Linked DNA regions of Sus scrofa: region 1 is linked to region 2. Evidence: chromatin contacts called from public promoter capture Hi-C data. All regions are on one chromosome and are shown on one strand. The core of a region is the stretch at or near the end of the contact, and the rest is flanking DNA. Distances in the headings are between cores, read along the strand shown.

The links. Promoter capture Hi-C pulls out the DNA fragments that hold promoters and counts their contacts.
Region 1: a promoter capture Hi-C map of liver shows a contact between it and region 2, with 3 times the contacts expected there. The contact joins the promoter of KBTBD2 here to the promoter of LOC100739098 in region 2. A contact is called at or near these places in 2 of 5 promoter capture datasets (fetal liver and liver), 17 of 47 Hi-C or Micro-C datasets (alveolar macrophages, blood, brain and 10 more) and 2 of 2 datasets of contacts at active chromatin or transcription factors (alveolar macrophages and skeletal muscle).

Annotation. Positions count from the first base shown.
Region 1 is chr18:40,599,889-40,607,492 of Sscrofa11.1, reverse strand. It overlaps KBTBD2 (kelch repeat and BTB domain-containing protein 2), which reads right to left and starts at 3,035. Exons shown (of 4, transcript XM_021079001.1): 1 at 2,741-3,035.
Region 2 is chr18:40,535,657-40,542,320 of Sscrofa11.1, reverse strand. It overlaps LOC100739098, which reads right to left and starts at 4,098. Exons shown (of 6, transcript XM_021078694.1): 1 at 3,109-4,098; 2 at 1,639-1,677. The coding sequence starts at 3,656.

The sequences.
Region 1 (7,604 bases), core at 1,786-4,285, 66 kb before region 2:
GTTATCTCACTTTTAAAAAATTAAACAAGACCATAAAGGAGACACCATCTGTGACAGAATAATTACATGAGAGTAGTATGTCCTTTTATTTTGGATATCACTTTTCTTTTTTCCTCTCAGCTCTGAACAGACTTAAGAAAGCTGGAGAAATACAGACTGAAGCAAAAGTTTTCCAATGGGATTTTCTTTACCACCAAATCAATGATTTTTTTAAAATACCACTGCAGAAGAAAATATTTCACAGATATTAAACATACTCATGAGGTCATTAAGAGCTTAGCCACTTAACAATGATTGACAACGGAAATTTCTTTAAAAAAAAAAAAAAAAAAGTAGGAGTTCCCGTCGTGGTGCAGTGGTTAACGAATCCGACTAGGAACCATGAGGTTGCGGGTTCGGTCCCTGCCCTTGCTCAGTGGGTTAACGATCTGGCGTTGCCGTGAGCTGTGGTGTAGGTTGCAGACGCGGCTCGGATCCCGAGTTGCTGTGGCTCTGGCGTAGGCCGGTGGCTACAGTGGCTACAGCTCCGATTCGACCCCTCGCCTGGGAACCTCCATATGCCGAGGGAGCGGCCCAAGAAATAGCAACAACAACAACAACAAAAAAAAAGACAAAAGACAAAAAAAAAAAAAAAAAAAGGTAAACTGAGGAATACTTAGAATCTGTTGCCTATGATGGAACTCACTACATATCACCACTTGTTAGAGGTATGGGTGTGGAGCTGAGGAAAAAAAGAGAATTTAAAAAAGCTTGTTTCATTAAATGGTTATATTTTCTCCAAATCTCCTACAATAATCCCTTCTTCTCACACAGAGGAATCCAGATACTGACAATTCTTGGCAAGAGAACCAGGAGTAATCTTCATATATTTAAAAAGTTACTTGAATTAGTTACTTATAGTACTGAGTTATTTAAATATCATCTGCTCTATTCAAACTCCACAAAATTGAAAATGATAATACTAACATATAATGAAGGATTTTGACGTTTTCATTCATATTTTTTATGACAGCAAAACCAATCCTTTTTCCTGGTTGTAGGAATGTGGGCAAGGAGAAAAACAATTATTTTCTAAATAAATAAGTAAAATCTTTGAGAATACCTTTTGGCTTTTAAGACTGCATTCAAGCTTCCATGGATTTACCATCCACGTTAAACCTATTTACAATGTTTGCATTTAATGAATTATTCTCACCCATCTCCTTAAAGGCCGTGTGAATAACCAAAGTTAACCGCATTTATGGTAATGCTTATTGCCAGAGCAAAAAAGAGAAAACTGATAGCATCCTACAAAACTGGCTGTAGAGAAAATAGCACTATGTGGAAAAGCATAAACTATAAAGCATGCTCAACCGAAGTGCCATTGTCCTGCAGTGTTTACTGAGGACAACCACCTCTGGAGAATTTCAGGGCCCAAACTAAAGGGGCTTCAATGAGCACTAGACCAACAAAAGATTAAAGTGAACTAAGCTGAACATCAGCAAAATTTCACATCATCAAGACTAGCAAACAACTGACTGGTTTGACTTTTTCGATTTTCTTTCCGTCACAAACAGCCCTTCTGAAAAAAAGGTTAGGAAGAAAGCCGTTACCAAAGCTTAACCAAAATAAGTCACACACAGTTGCGATAGCTGAAGTCCATACCACTAAAACACAGGCAAAAATTCACAACACGGAGAGAAGGAAGAAGGAAAAAAAAAACAAAAACAAAAAAACGCACTGTTAATTAATTGCTTCAAAAGGAAATATAATTTTAACCAGGCCACACTGCCGATAGGTTGTCTGCGAATGCCAGAACGCTCAGGGAGCCAGACGTACAGATTCATGTATCAACAACACGTGACCAGAGCTGTACCGTACCCTACGTTTTTCTAAGGCTGATATGGTAGACAGATACTTCACACACACATACACTTTCAGAGTTAATTTTCCACTTTAAACTGTTTTTCTAGTTTCACTTGTGGGGGCCATCGTGGCATCGGACAATTCTAGAAATCTGCAGACTGTACATTCCTTTCCCTTTGAGGTACCCAAGAGAGAGAGTAGGTTAATAAACCAGGGGAAAAAAAAAAAACAAAACCAAACCTGTTAACTCGAAATAACTACATCAAACTAACGGATACTCTTCTACTCCAAGGTTTCTCAATTCATAGGGAGACAGGGTGGTCGAGTTCAAATAAGTTAGGGATTTCACAGTCTAAAGTAAACACGCACACAATTTTCCGTTTCAAAGGGCAGATTCTGCCGTCTTTTAAAAATCACGAGCAGATCACAATGGGACCTCTGTTAATCTAAACATCTCCTGGCTACTTCAGATGTACCGGGAAAGAAAAACATGCGAGCGAAGGGCTTGCCCTCCTTCTGCCCACCGTCTCGCGAAGATGTCGCGAGTCGTTAAGGGAAACAGCTTGATTTGGGCCAGCGCGGGCGCCAGCCGGGGCCAGGGCGCCGCCCGGGAGACCCGCGGCCGGAAACGCCCCCGCGAGCGGCGCACCGGCCGGACGCCGGGCCGCAGAGGGGCCGCCGCGGGGTGGGGAGCAAGGCGCCGACCGCCCGCGCCCCTCCCCCGCCCGTGGCGGAAGCGTCTCGGGTTTGAAAGATGCCGCCGCCGCCGCCGCCCCCCGCCCGGCGAGCCACAAAGAGCCGAGCCCCCTCCCGCCGCGGCCCTCCTCCCCCAGTTCCTCCACAGGTCGTCCCCGGCTCCCCCCCCCCCGGCCCAGCACTGACGACGCCTGCTCACCCGAGTCCCTCTGTCCCGAGGGTTAGGATCCGGTGCGGCTGGCGGCCCCGAAGACACTGGGCCCCTGGGGCGCGGCGGCGGGGGCGTGGCCCTCCCGCGGCGTCCAGGGCCGGGGTCTCGCCTCCCGCCTAGGAAGGCTGGCGCCGCCGCCTTCTCTTCCTTCCGGTTTCCCTCGCGCCCTCCCTCGGCAGGTCCGTCCCGAGCGGAAAGCAGCGTCCTCTCTAGGCGCCGCCGCACGCTCCCCAGGGCCCGACCACCGCCAAACTCCTCCCCCGGGAGCCGCGCCGCCCGCACCGCCTCGTCAGCCCCGGGGCCGCGAGACGCCCGGCTCGCCGCTCCTGCCCCGCCCCTGCGGCGCGCTCTCGCTCCCCTTGGCGGGCCCCTTCCGAGGCCCGGGAACGCGCGGACAGCGGACTGTGGGCCAGCCTTTGCCAAGTCTCCTTTTCCGCCGCCCGCGCGCGCCTAGCAGCACAAACGTCAGTTTTGCAGTTTCCCGGGTTCTGGAGACGCCCCCCGCCCCCCCAACGCCGCCCCGCCCTTTTCCTTTGCTGAATCCCACCGGAAAGCCAAAACAATTGGGTCCGCGCAGGCGCGAGAAGGAAGCGGAAAGAGCAGGAAGGGCGGGGGAGGCGCGAAATGACGGGGAAATGCTTTTGAAGGGGTTTCCCGGGGAAGGTCAGCGGAGAGCCCGCGGAGAGCGCGTGCGCGGCCGAGGGGTCGCCCGTGAGACCCGCCGGCCTGGGGCGCAAGGGGGGCGGGGGTTCGGGCGGTGGAGGGTTCTGGGGTGCTACGCTGGCGAAGAGAGGCCCGATAAATTGAGTGCTAGGAACTACAGACAGCTTTATGCCTGTTTTTCCCCCTTGAAATATAGAAATTTGCAGGCTGGGTGAGAGAGTGAGAATGAGGAGCACTGAAAAACATCAGACCATGAAAGAAAGAGAAATTGGGCGGCTGGCTAAGTAGGCTTTGTCTCCTAAGCCCCTAATCTCCAAAACAGGCCCTCCACTTTGCAGAGCATGTTCCGTTTTCCTGATCGAAGCAAGAGAGGCTTCACGTCCTGGTTTCAAGGCCAAGGAAAAGCAAAACAACACCCCAAAGGGCCTGCAGCCCTGGGGAGGGAACCGTTGGCCTGCGGAGGGGAGGCTCTGAACGCCAGAGAGTTTGTGCTGCAATGCAGCGGCTACCTGCTCTCCAAACCCGAGCCTTCAGCTTCACATGTGAGATCTTTGCAGTAGCCGAACGCTGTGGTCTCCACTTGGTACTGCTAGCAGGCAGAAAGTTGTAGATTTACTCTCTCTTTTGATAGAAGTTATTCGTGGATCAAAGTTGTCAGAAATGGCCGCATAGGCTTCATCCTCCCTCCTAACTTCCACTCTTGGCACAAGCCCAATCTGGTGAATGTACATGACTAATTATAAACGAAGTGCATATGTGTTACTGAAGAGATTCTTTAAGCTAGACTAAATCAACTGAATACACACCAAAATGTGTGTATCTGGGACTACTGATAAGGATTTTGCAGTAGAGTCTAGAAACCAGCTCAATTTAACAAATCTTTATTGAGTGTCCAGTATGCTTTTACTCTGCTTCGTCTGATTAAATGTTTAAGTCTTTTGATATTTAACAACAAAGAAGCCATACAAGAGATTCAGTCATCCATTTAACAAACACTTGAGCACCTACTCTGTGCCAGAGTGGATCCTGGAGATGCAAAGCCTAAACAAAGAAGGCAGAAACAAATAATATAGTAAGAGTGTGTTTTGTTCTGTAGAGACGAGAGCTATTTAGGATTTTGATAAGATTTTAGAAAAATGACTGTGAAGTGCGGTAGATACTGGACTGAGTGTGGGGATACTTTTAGGAAGCTGTAACAAATAGTCCAGACAGATAGAGCAGGAGTCCAAACTAATGTAGTGGCAGTAGGGATAGTGAAGCAGAGATGGATTTGAAACTAGCTACATATAATAAACAATACTTGATTAAGAGAATGAGGGAAAATAGAAGTGAAGGACGACTCAGTTTTCCAGTTAGGGTAATTAGATAGTAGTATCAGTAACTATACAGAGAGTAGCTAATTTAAGGATGAAAGAGAGTACTAAAAGTTGTCATTTTACTAGTTGTCCAGTTAGGAATACATTTGGCTGCAAATAAAAAAGATTCTATTGCAGTGGTCTCTTTGGTCATCTCTCTGCAGCGGTTAGTTATCCTTGGTTCAACAACTCAAGAACAGCAGAGCCACAATTTCTGTGTTTCTTGACATTCCTCTCATGGTTGCAAGATGGTTGCAGCAATTTCAGCCTTTACACTGTTGTTCGAGGCAGGAAGATAGGAAAAGGAGTGGCTTCAGCCACTTTTTTTTCCCCCCTCCCCAGGAAAGTGAAAGCTTTTCCAGGATAATACCCCATACCCTCAGCTCACCAGACTTTCACATATCTCATTTTCTAGGACTGTAATTTGACAAACTAAAGCTGAAAGGAATTTTTCCAAGCTCTAAGGAAAGGTGGTAAAGAAGTAAAGCATGCAGAATGGATATTGGGTCAAATAGCAGTCTGCTAGCTAATGCTGAAAGCATCCCTTTTTAACATTTAAAACACTGAGGACTGTCAGGCTGAAGTTTCTAAAGTTTCAAAGAAGACTTTTTTTTTTTTTTTTTTGATGTTTTTACGTAACAGAGAAAGAACAGTTTATCCTCAATTATTTGTACTTGTTTGCCATTCCTTCCTTTCTCAAAGTTGCCATCCCTTAAATAAAGCCTCAGAGGGATTGGAACAATCAGGAAACAGGGGCTGCTGTGGTCAGAGAAGGCTGACTCCTTGCAGCTGCTGTGGTAGAACAACTGTAGGGTATTTGGCATTATGAACATCAATGCCACCTTGACTTCTTTACAGATTTTGCCTCTTAGCATGGAAGCAGAATAATCACAGCCAATCAAGAGTTTCCAGTTTACGGAGATCATAAATTGGTATTTTCTAGCAATTATACTAACTTTTTTGCAATGTATAGTAGCTTCCATGTGATCTATATCCCAACCTGGGGACATTATACTGTTTAAAACATTCCCTTTTAGGAGTTCCCATCGTGGCTCAGAGGTTAACGAACGCAACGAGTATCCATGATGATGTGGGTTTGATCCCTGGCCTTGCTCAGTGGGTTACCACGAGCTGTGGTGTAGGTTGCAGACGTAGCTTGGATCCCGTTGCTGTGGCTGTGGTGTAGGCCAGCGGCTGCAGCTCTGATTTGATCCCTAGCCTGGGAACTTCCATATGCTGTGTGTGCAGCCCTCAAAAGACAAAGAATTCCATTTTAGGTAACAAGGTATTTTCTTTCAATTAGTGCTAATGACCATGAAAAAGTATCCTCCTCAGATAGCATTTTTTTTTTTTTTTTTTTTTTGGCCACTCCTGTGGCATTCCTCGGTCAGGGATTGTATTTAAGCAGTGACAATGCTGGATCCTTAACCACTAGGCTGCCAGGGAACTCTGACTACATTTTAAACACAATTCTAGAAAACAGTGATTTCCTAGGAAAATAAAGATGCAACTACAAATTTTGTAAAGTTGAGTCCTCTTTGCTAATCATTTTTGAATGCTATAAATAATAATCCTTTATGATATTAAAGTAACTACTTTTTTTTAATTTTTCTCTTTTTATGGCTGCACCTGTGGCATATGGAAATTTCTAGGCTAGGGTTACATTGGAGCTTCAGCTGCAGGCCTATAGCACAGCTTTCAGCAATGCCGGATCCTTAACTCACTGAGCAAGGCCAGGGATTGAACCCAAATCCACAGACTGTATGTCAGGTTCTTAACCCCGTAAGTCTTGACAGGAACTCAAACTATTCTTAATGTTAATTTTAACCTATTTCAAAATCTTGGATTTGGGGGAGGAAGTTACCAGGCCACCTCTTAGGGAAGACAATACACTATCCACAGTTGTTTGAATTTGCAAATGCAGAACCCCACTGGAGGACCCACGGTAAAGTTATATGAGGAGGGTCAGCAGCCTTAACCCCCATGTAGTTCAAGGGTTAGCTGCATATCCTCCCCATCTTGGTTCCCTGTAGTAATACGGAGAAAATCTACTTTAAATGAACCTCGTTGTTACAGGGCAGCATAAGGGAGTCCTTTATGGATACCAGTCAGGAGTGTTACTGCTGAGCCACGATGGAACTCCTTTATAGTAAATCTTTAAGTTGGGTAGTATCAGTTCTCTAACTTTGTTTATTGTTCTCCTTCATTGCTCAGCGGACTATTTTTGTTTTTGTTTTTCCTTTTTAGGGCCATACCCACAGCATATGGCGGTTCCCAGGCTAGGGGTCCAATCAGAGCTTTAGCTGCCGGCCTACGCCACAGCCATAGCAATGCAGGATCTGAGCCACTTCTGTCACCTACACCACAGCTCATGGCCATGTCGGATCCTTAACCAAATGAGCAAGGCCAGGGATCGAACCTGCGTCCTCATGGATACTAGTCAGATTCGTTAACCACTGAGCCATGATGGGAACTCCTCAGTGGACTATTCTAAGTCAAACTTCTCCATAAAAATTTTAGTTTTTTAAATTTAATTTTTTGTCTTTTTAGGGCTTCACCCAAGGCATATGGAAGTTCCCAAGCTAGGGGTCAAATTGGAGCCATAGCCATCGGCCTTCGTCACAGCCATGGCAACGCCCAGATCTGAGCCCCTTCTGAGGCTTATACTCCAGCTTTGGGCAACGCCAGATGCTTAACCCACTGAGCGAGGCCAGGGATCAAACCCGCATCCTCTCAGAGACAACATAATGTCCTTAATACTCTGAGCCACAGCAAGAACCCCTCAATGAGTTTTCATATCCATTCTTTCAGACTTTCTACATGGAAGAGCATGT
Region 2 (6,664 bases), core at 2,849-5,348:
ATAATTTGTGACCTATATTTCTATACCTCACCAAATTATCTATTGAGGACAGAATAAAGACATTTTCAGATATGCAAGGTGTCAAAAAATTTACTTCCAAAGCACTCTTTCATAGAAGTTACATAGAATGTGCCTCAGCAAAACATGGGAGTAAAGGCAGAAAGAGGAACAGATGCGATCCTGAAATGGGATTCAAGACAGGAGACTGATGAAGGAAGTCCCAGGTTTAGAAAGCAATGAGTGATTATGGGAGGATAACAGATGGAAGATTCTAAATGAAAATAAAGTGGTTAATTAGCTGACATGTAAACATGTAGGAAAGTACTTTCAATTGTGGAGGTTTTTGGGGAAAAAATAGCAGTGGATAATAGAAAACGAAGCAAGTGAAAAACTGAGCGTCTCGTTATCTACTCAAAAGATAACAGTTGTACTCAAATGCAAAAAATATCATAAAACAGTGTTTGGCTCAAAAGTAAACAACACTGTGTAGTTATAACAACGTCAATACTGACGTTGATTAGGAAGTTATTATAACGGAACTATACTGGAAGGTCGGAAACAAGAAAGGCAGGTAAGAGAAATCTTTACCACGACGAGAAGTTAACAGATAATGTCTGAAATTGTTGAATCAAGGAAAGCAGTATAAACATATAATTTAGAGATGTGCAATTACATCCAATAAGCAAACACAAAGGAATACTTGACCTTGTTAGGAGGGAAGAGGGTCAAGGGTTGTGCAGAGAATTATGGGAGGGAGTGAGGGGCTGGGCAGACCACCTCTAATTTCTGTAGCATTTTTAGTACTACTTGAGTTTTTAAATTATATACAAATATTACTCTGGTATGAATTAAACTTAATTAAAAATTATTAAAAAAAATCCAACCCTCTGGACTAAAAAAAGCAAACAAGCCTATGGCCTAGCCATTTTTAAACCTATGAAACTGGAAAAATCCCACTGGTCTAAGAATCAGACACCTGAATTTGGCTCTAGTTTGGCTGGGTAACAGATCCGGGGTTAACCACTGAGCTTCCATTTTCTTAGCTACAAAATGTTATCTTCTTCTTCTGGTCTGTAAGAAAGTTCTTCGAGCTACAAAATAAGTATATAGGATTAGGAGTTCCCATTGTGGTGTAACGGAAACGAATCCGACTAGGAACCGTGAGGTTGTGAGGTTGTGGGTTCAGCCCCTGGCCTCCCTCAGTGGGTTAAGGAGTTGCCCTGAGCTGTGGTGTGGGTTGCAGACGTGGCTTGGATCTGGTTTTGCTATGGCTGTGACGTAGGCCAGCAGCTGTAGCCCGGATTCGACCCCTAGCCTGGGTGTGGGTCCATATGCCCTGGGTGTGACCCTAAAAAGCAAAAAAGAATTAAATAAATAAGATTAACCACCATCTGGCATCCTATAGTTAAAGATACTGAGGGCTGATCTGGGCTAAGCCCTGCCTGAGCCCAGGATGCCTTGAAGGGACTGTGGAAGCCAGCAATGCAGCACCTGTATCCACAACCACTACCTAGGAGGTGAAATTCAGCTCAAGAGCCACAAGGAAAGAAGCAGGCCAGGCTCCAAGGAATCAATGCTCTTTGTCAAACTCACAAGAGGTTAATGAGACAGATTAACCCTTTGAGAACCTTTTCTTACATGATTGTCTCAGCAACCAAGAGAAGGTAGGAGATGTGCCTGCAACAGAAATAAATCAAATACTTAGTGTACACCAAACTTAGATTTCTAAAGCTAATTATGTTTGGTTTTTTTTTTTTTTAATCTTTTTGTATTTTATAGGGCCGCACCCACGACATATGGAGGTTCCCAGGCTAGGGGTCTAATTGGAGCTGCAGCTGCCAGCCTTTGCCAGAGCCACAGCAACGCCAGATCCCAGCCGCGTCTGGGACCTACACCACTGCTCATGGCAACTACGGATCCTTAACCCGCTGATCGAGGCCTGGGATCAAACCCACAACCTCATGGTTCCTAGCCGGATTCGTTAACCACTGAGCCACGATGGGAACTCCTCTAAAGCTAATTATGGAATGACAGAATCACAGGAGAGTGAAAGGGTCCATTAATCCAAGCTTCCAGCTGATGTTAAATCTCCTTTACAAGCCACCCTCCTCTCAGTGATTATCTGGATTCTCCTCCAGCCCAAGCAGCCACGCTAACCAGCAAGAATATATGATCAGCCTCCTAAGTCAGGCCACGCTGACCAGCAAGAATACATGACCTGGTCCTAATTCTTCTTCTTGAGCCAGAACTGGCCTCTCTGTAGCTCCCACCCTCAATTCCTGTAACAACAACAACAACAAAAAATCCTGAAGACCTGAGAGAACCTATCCGTGCTCTTCCACCTGACAGCTCCTCCAGAATATTTAGGGACCAAGCCCTCACCCACTGCTTATTCTTCCTCCTCACTTCACTAATGTTATGGGATCGGGCTCTCTTCTGTATTACTATTGATTTTTTTTGTTTCTCAGCCGCACCCCGGGAGCACAGGGACGTTCCCAGGCCAGGGATCAAATCTTGAGCCGGAGCTGCGCCTTACGCCGCAGCTGCAGCCAGGCCAGATCCGTAACCCACTGCGCCAGGCCAGGGATCCAGCCCGCGCCTCCACCGAGGGAAGGCTGGTCGTTAACCCGCTGCGCCACAGCAGGAACTCCTCTCCTCCCTTACGTACAGCAAAAGATGAAAAGAACGAGGATTTTCTCCAATTCACTGCGAGCCCCTGGAACTGAGAAACAGGGGAGCAGCAAAGCGCTCAGCCCCACTTCTCGGCGGTCCGTCCCCAATCCGGCCCCAGCGCCTACCAGCGCTCCCGACCACACCGACCTCGCCGCACCAGGAATAAAACCGTCGCCTCCTGCCGGGGAAACGCCCGCCTGCCGCCGCCGCCGCGAGCCAGGGGCCGGCCTCGGGGTGGAGTCTCCTCCTCCTTCCCCCGTGGAGGGGCCGCTGGACGTCGAGGGTCCCGCCGCCCGGGCCTTAACCAGCATCCGGCTCGCTGGGGTCCGACGGGCCCATATGCCCACTCCTGGGTCTCCGAGCGCCTCGCGACCCTCAGGCCCCAACCCCTTTCCTCGCAGAAGTCGGGCGCGGGCGTGACGAACGGGGACTCACAAGGACTCCAGGTGCTTGAGCTGCTGCAGCTGCTGCGCGTCCTGCCGCCGCCGCTTCTGCTCTCGGCGCCGCTGCAGCTCCTGCTCCTGGGGCTCCCGCGGCCGCCGCGCGCCCCTGTTCCCGGCGTCGTCGCGCCCGGGCCGGGACGACATCGCGGCCCCGCGCGGCGCAGAGGCGGAGGCGGCCCCGCGCTGGTCAGCGAAGACGGCACTTCCTCCGCCCCTCGCGCGCCTGGCGCCGCAGCGCCCCCTCCCGCCGCGGCTCCGCGGCCCGCCAGGCACGGCCGGGTGTCCCCGCCGAGGCCTCCCGCCCCTCGCCTCCGGCCCGGCTGCCTCCCTGCGGCGCAGCCGCACGTCGGCGTTCGGAGCGCCGGAACCCTGCCGCGGGGTTGGCCGGTGCCGGAGGCAGGAGCGCGCCCTCTGGCGGCGGCCGGGAGCTCGGCGCTGAGTATGCTGCAGTGGGAGCCTGAGCTTCCACTTTGTTCTCTTGAAATATCTCCTCCGAAGCTTCAGGGATGGAAAGCCGTGCAGTTGCTTTGAGGCCACCATGCTGCAAGGAAGCCCAAACTAACTCTTGGGGATAGATCACGCGAAGAGGCCCTGAGACTCAATAAAAAACGGGTTGTCAGATCAGACCTCACTGTCTGATCACACCCGACCCCTGGTTAGATGACTTCCAAAATGCATGCCAGAGGTGACTCTCAAGTGGATCATATCAACCAAGCTGGACTAGAATTGTTCCTCCCCTTTTGGGGAGGCTTTGTTGCCGGCCAAGTTAGGCACTTAAAGTACAAGAAAAGAAGAAAGAAGATGGAAGAAGGAAAAGATAAAAGAAAAAACATTCTCTAGTCACGACCGGCAACCTGATACCATGCAAGCAAATTATCTGAAAACTTTGGGATATACTTATGTGCAGAAACCAATTCGTTGGATTTCTCTCACCAGCAATTTTTTTGGGGGGTATATTTAGGCCCACACCAGGGGCATATGGAAGTTCCCAGGTTAGGGGTCAAATCTGAGCTGTAGCAGCTGACTTACAGCCACAGCAACGCCAGATGTGAGCAGAGTCTTCGATCTACACCACAGGTCACCGAAATGCGGGATCCTTAACCCCCAGCAAGGCTACCACTGAGCCACAACCCGAAAGCTCTATCCACCAGCAATTTAAAGAAGTCAATTTGCCTAACAGTGATTTGATCTCTCAGCAAGAAGACCCAGGGATTGATAATTCCATTTTAGCAAGTATTAGTCAAAATTCTTTTGGAAAAAAAACAATGGGCCAAAATCCAAATCAAACTGTTTTAAGAAAAAAAAATTTAGGATTTATTGGCTTACACATGTGAAATGTCATGGGGTGGAACTTCAGGAGCAGCTGGGTCTGAGTGCTGATTTGCTATAGTCAGTAATTTCTCCCTCAGTTTCACTTTCTGTTGTATTGCTTCATTTTTTGTACTTTCTCCCATTGTGGAGGCAAAGATGGCTACTGGAAGCCAAAGATGGCCAACAAATTAGTAGCTCCAGCTGGAAGTAATTTGGATCATAAATTGGCTGGCAACAGGGAGTTCCCTTCGTGGCTCAGTGGTTAATGAACCCGACTAGGATCCATGAGGATGTGGGTTCGATCCCTGGCTTCGATCAGTGGGTTAAGGAGCCAACACTGCCATGAGCTGTGGTGTAGGTCCCAGATGCAGCTTGGATCCTGCGTTGCTATGGCTATGGTGGAGGCTGGCCACTTCAGCTCTGATTGGACCCCTATCCTGGGAACTTCTACATGCCACAGGTGCTGCCCTAAAAAGAAAAAAAAATTGGCTGGTAACAAAGCCTTCCCAGGAGAGGAGGAACAATTCTAGTCCAGCTTGGTTGATGTGATCTAGGCTTAAGATTTCTCTCTCAGTTCCAATGAGAATTCCATGTATTATACTCATTGGCTTAACAAGAGTCATGTAGCTGTCATGGAAACAATCTCTGTGGTCAAGGAGATACAGTACACTGACTGCTCAAGCCTATGTTACATATCCACCCTAAATCCCAGGAGTGGATCAGCTTTATTCAAGCCCTATAGACTGATAGTGGTGGAGGGGTTGTTCCCCAAGCAAGATTTAGGTGCTATTAACAGAGGGAGGAAGGAGTCCCCGTCATGGCTCAGTGGTTAATGAATTCGACTAGGAACCATGAGGTTGCGGTTTGATCCCTGGTCTTGCTCAGTGGGTTGAGGATCCAGTGTTGCTGTGAGCTGTGGTGTAGGTTGCAGACACGGCTGGGATGCCATGTTGCTGTGGCTCTGGCATAGGCTTGGCAGCTACAGCTCCGATTGGACCCCTGGCCTGGGAACCTCCATATGCCACGGGTGCAGCCCTAGAAAAGGCAAAAAACAAAACAAACAAACAGAGGGAGGGAGGGAGAGAGAGAGAAAGAGAGAGGGTGATGGGAAAGAAGAAGATGAGAAAGAGGAAATGCTACACAATTGGGTTGTGATCACTGTACAACTATACAATGGAGGAGGAAAAGGAGGAAGGGGAAGAAAGAGTGATGCCGTGATGCTGGGCAGGGAAAAATAACGGAGGTACAGTTCAGTAGTCTGACAGCTTAGCCCAGTACCACATCCTGGGCTACATTCTGGACATGGCTCCTTGATGATTACCCAGCTTACAAAGCAGTGAAAATTCTTTTACTACTTATATCCACCTGTTTATGTGAATCTGAATCTGGGTTCTTTACATATTTTGACACCAGATTGAGAAGTTTCCTGGTCATCAATCCAGGGTGATATGCCAGGTGTTGTGGTTACTCTACAGAAGTTTGATGAATTGGTGCAATCACTGTGGAAAACAGAATGGAGATTCCTCAGAAAACTGAAAATAGAATTACTATTTGATCCAGCAATCCCACTCCTGGGCATCTATCCAGAGAAAACCATGACTTGAAAAGATACATGTACTCCAGTTTCATTGAAGCACTATATACAATAGCCAAGACATGGAAGCAACCTAAATGTCCATCGAAAGAGGAGTGGATAAAGAAGATGTGGTACCTATACACAATGGAATATTACTCAGCCATTAAAAGGAAAGAAATAATGGCATTTGCAGCAACACGTACGGACCTAGAAATTATCATGCTAAGTGAAGTCCGTCAGGCAGTGAGACACTAACATCATATGCTATCACTTACATGTGGAATCTAAAAAAGGACACAATGAACTTCTTTGTAGGACAGATACTGACTCATAGACTTTGAAAAACTTATGGTTTCCAAATGAGACAGGTTACAGGGTCGGGGTTGGGCTGGGGTTTGGGATGGAAATGCTACAAAATTGGGTTGTGATGATCATTGTACAACTATAAATGTAATAAAATTCATTGAGTAATAAAAAAAGAAGTCTGATGGATCCTTCCCTACCCAAAATTGGTTTGCTGTCAAGACTAATGAGGCCGCATAGGCACCAAGTCAGTAGGAAGAAATTTATTACTTACATATTGAGGCTTTCTGGGTAAGCAGGTCAGGCACCTAAACCAGTCCAAAAATAGCTTCAGCAAAGGAAAGGCGAGTGACTCTGG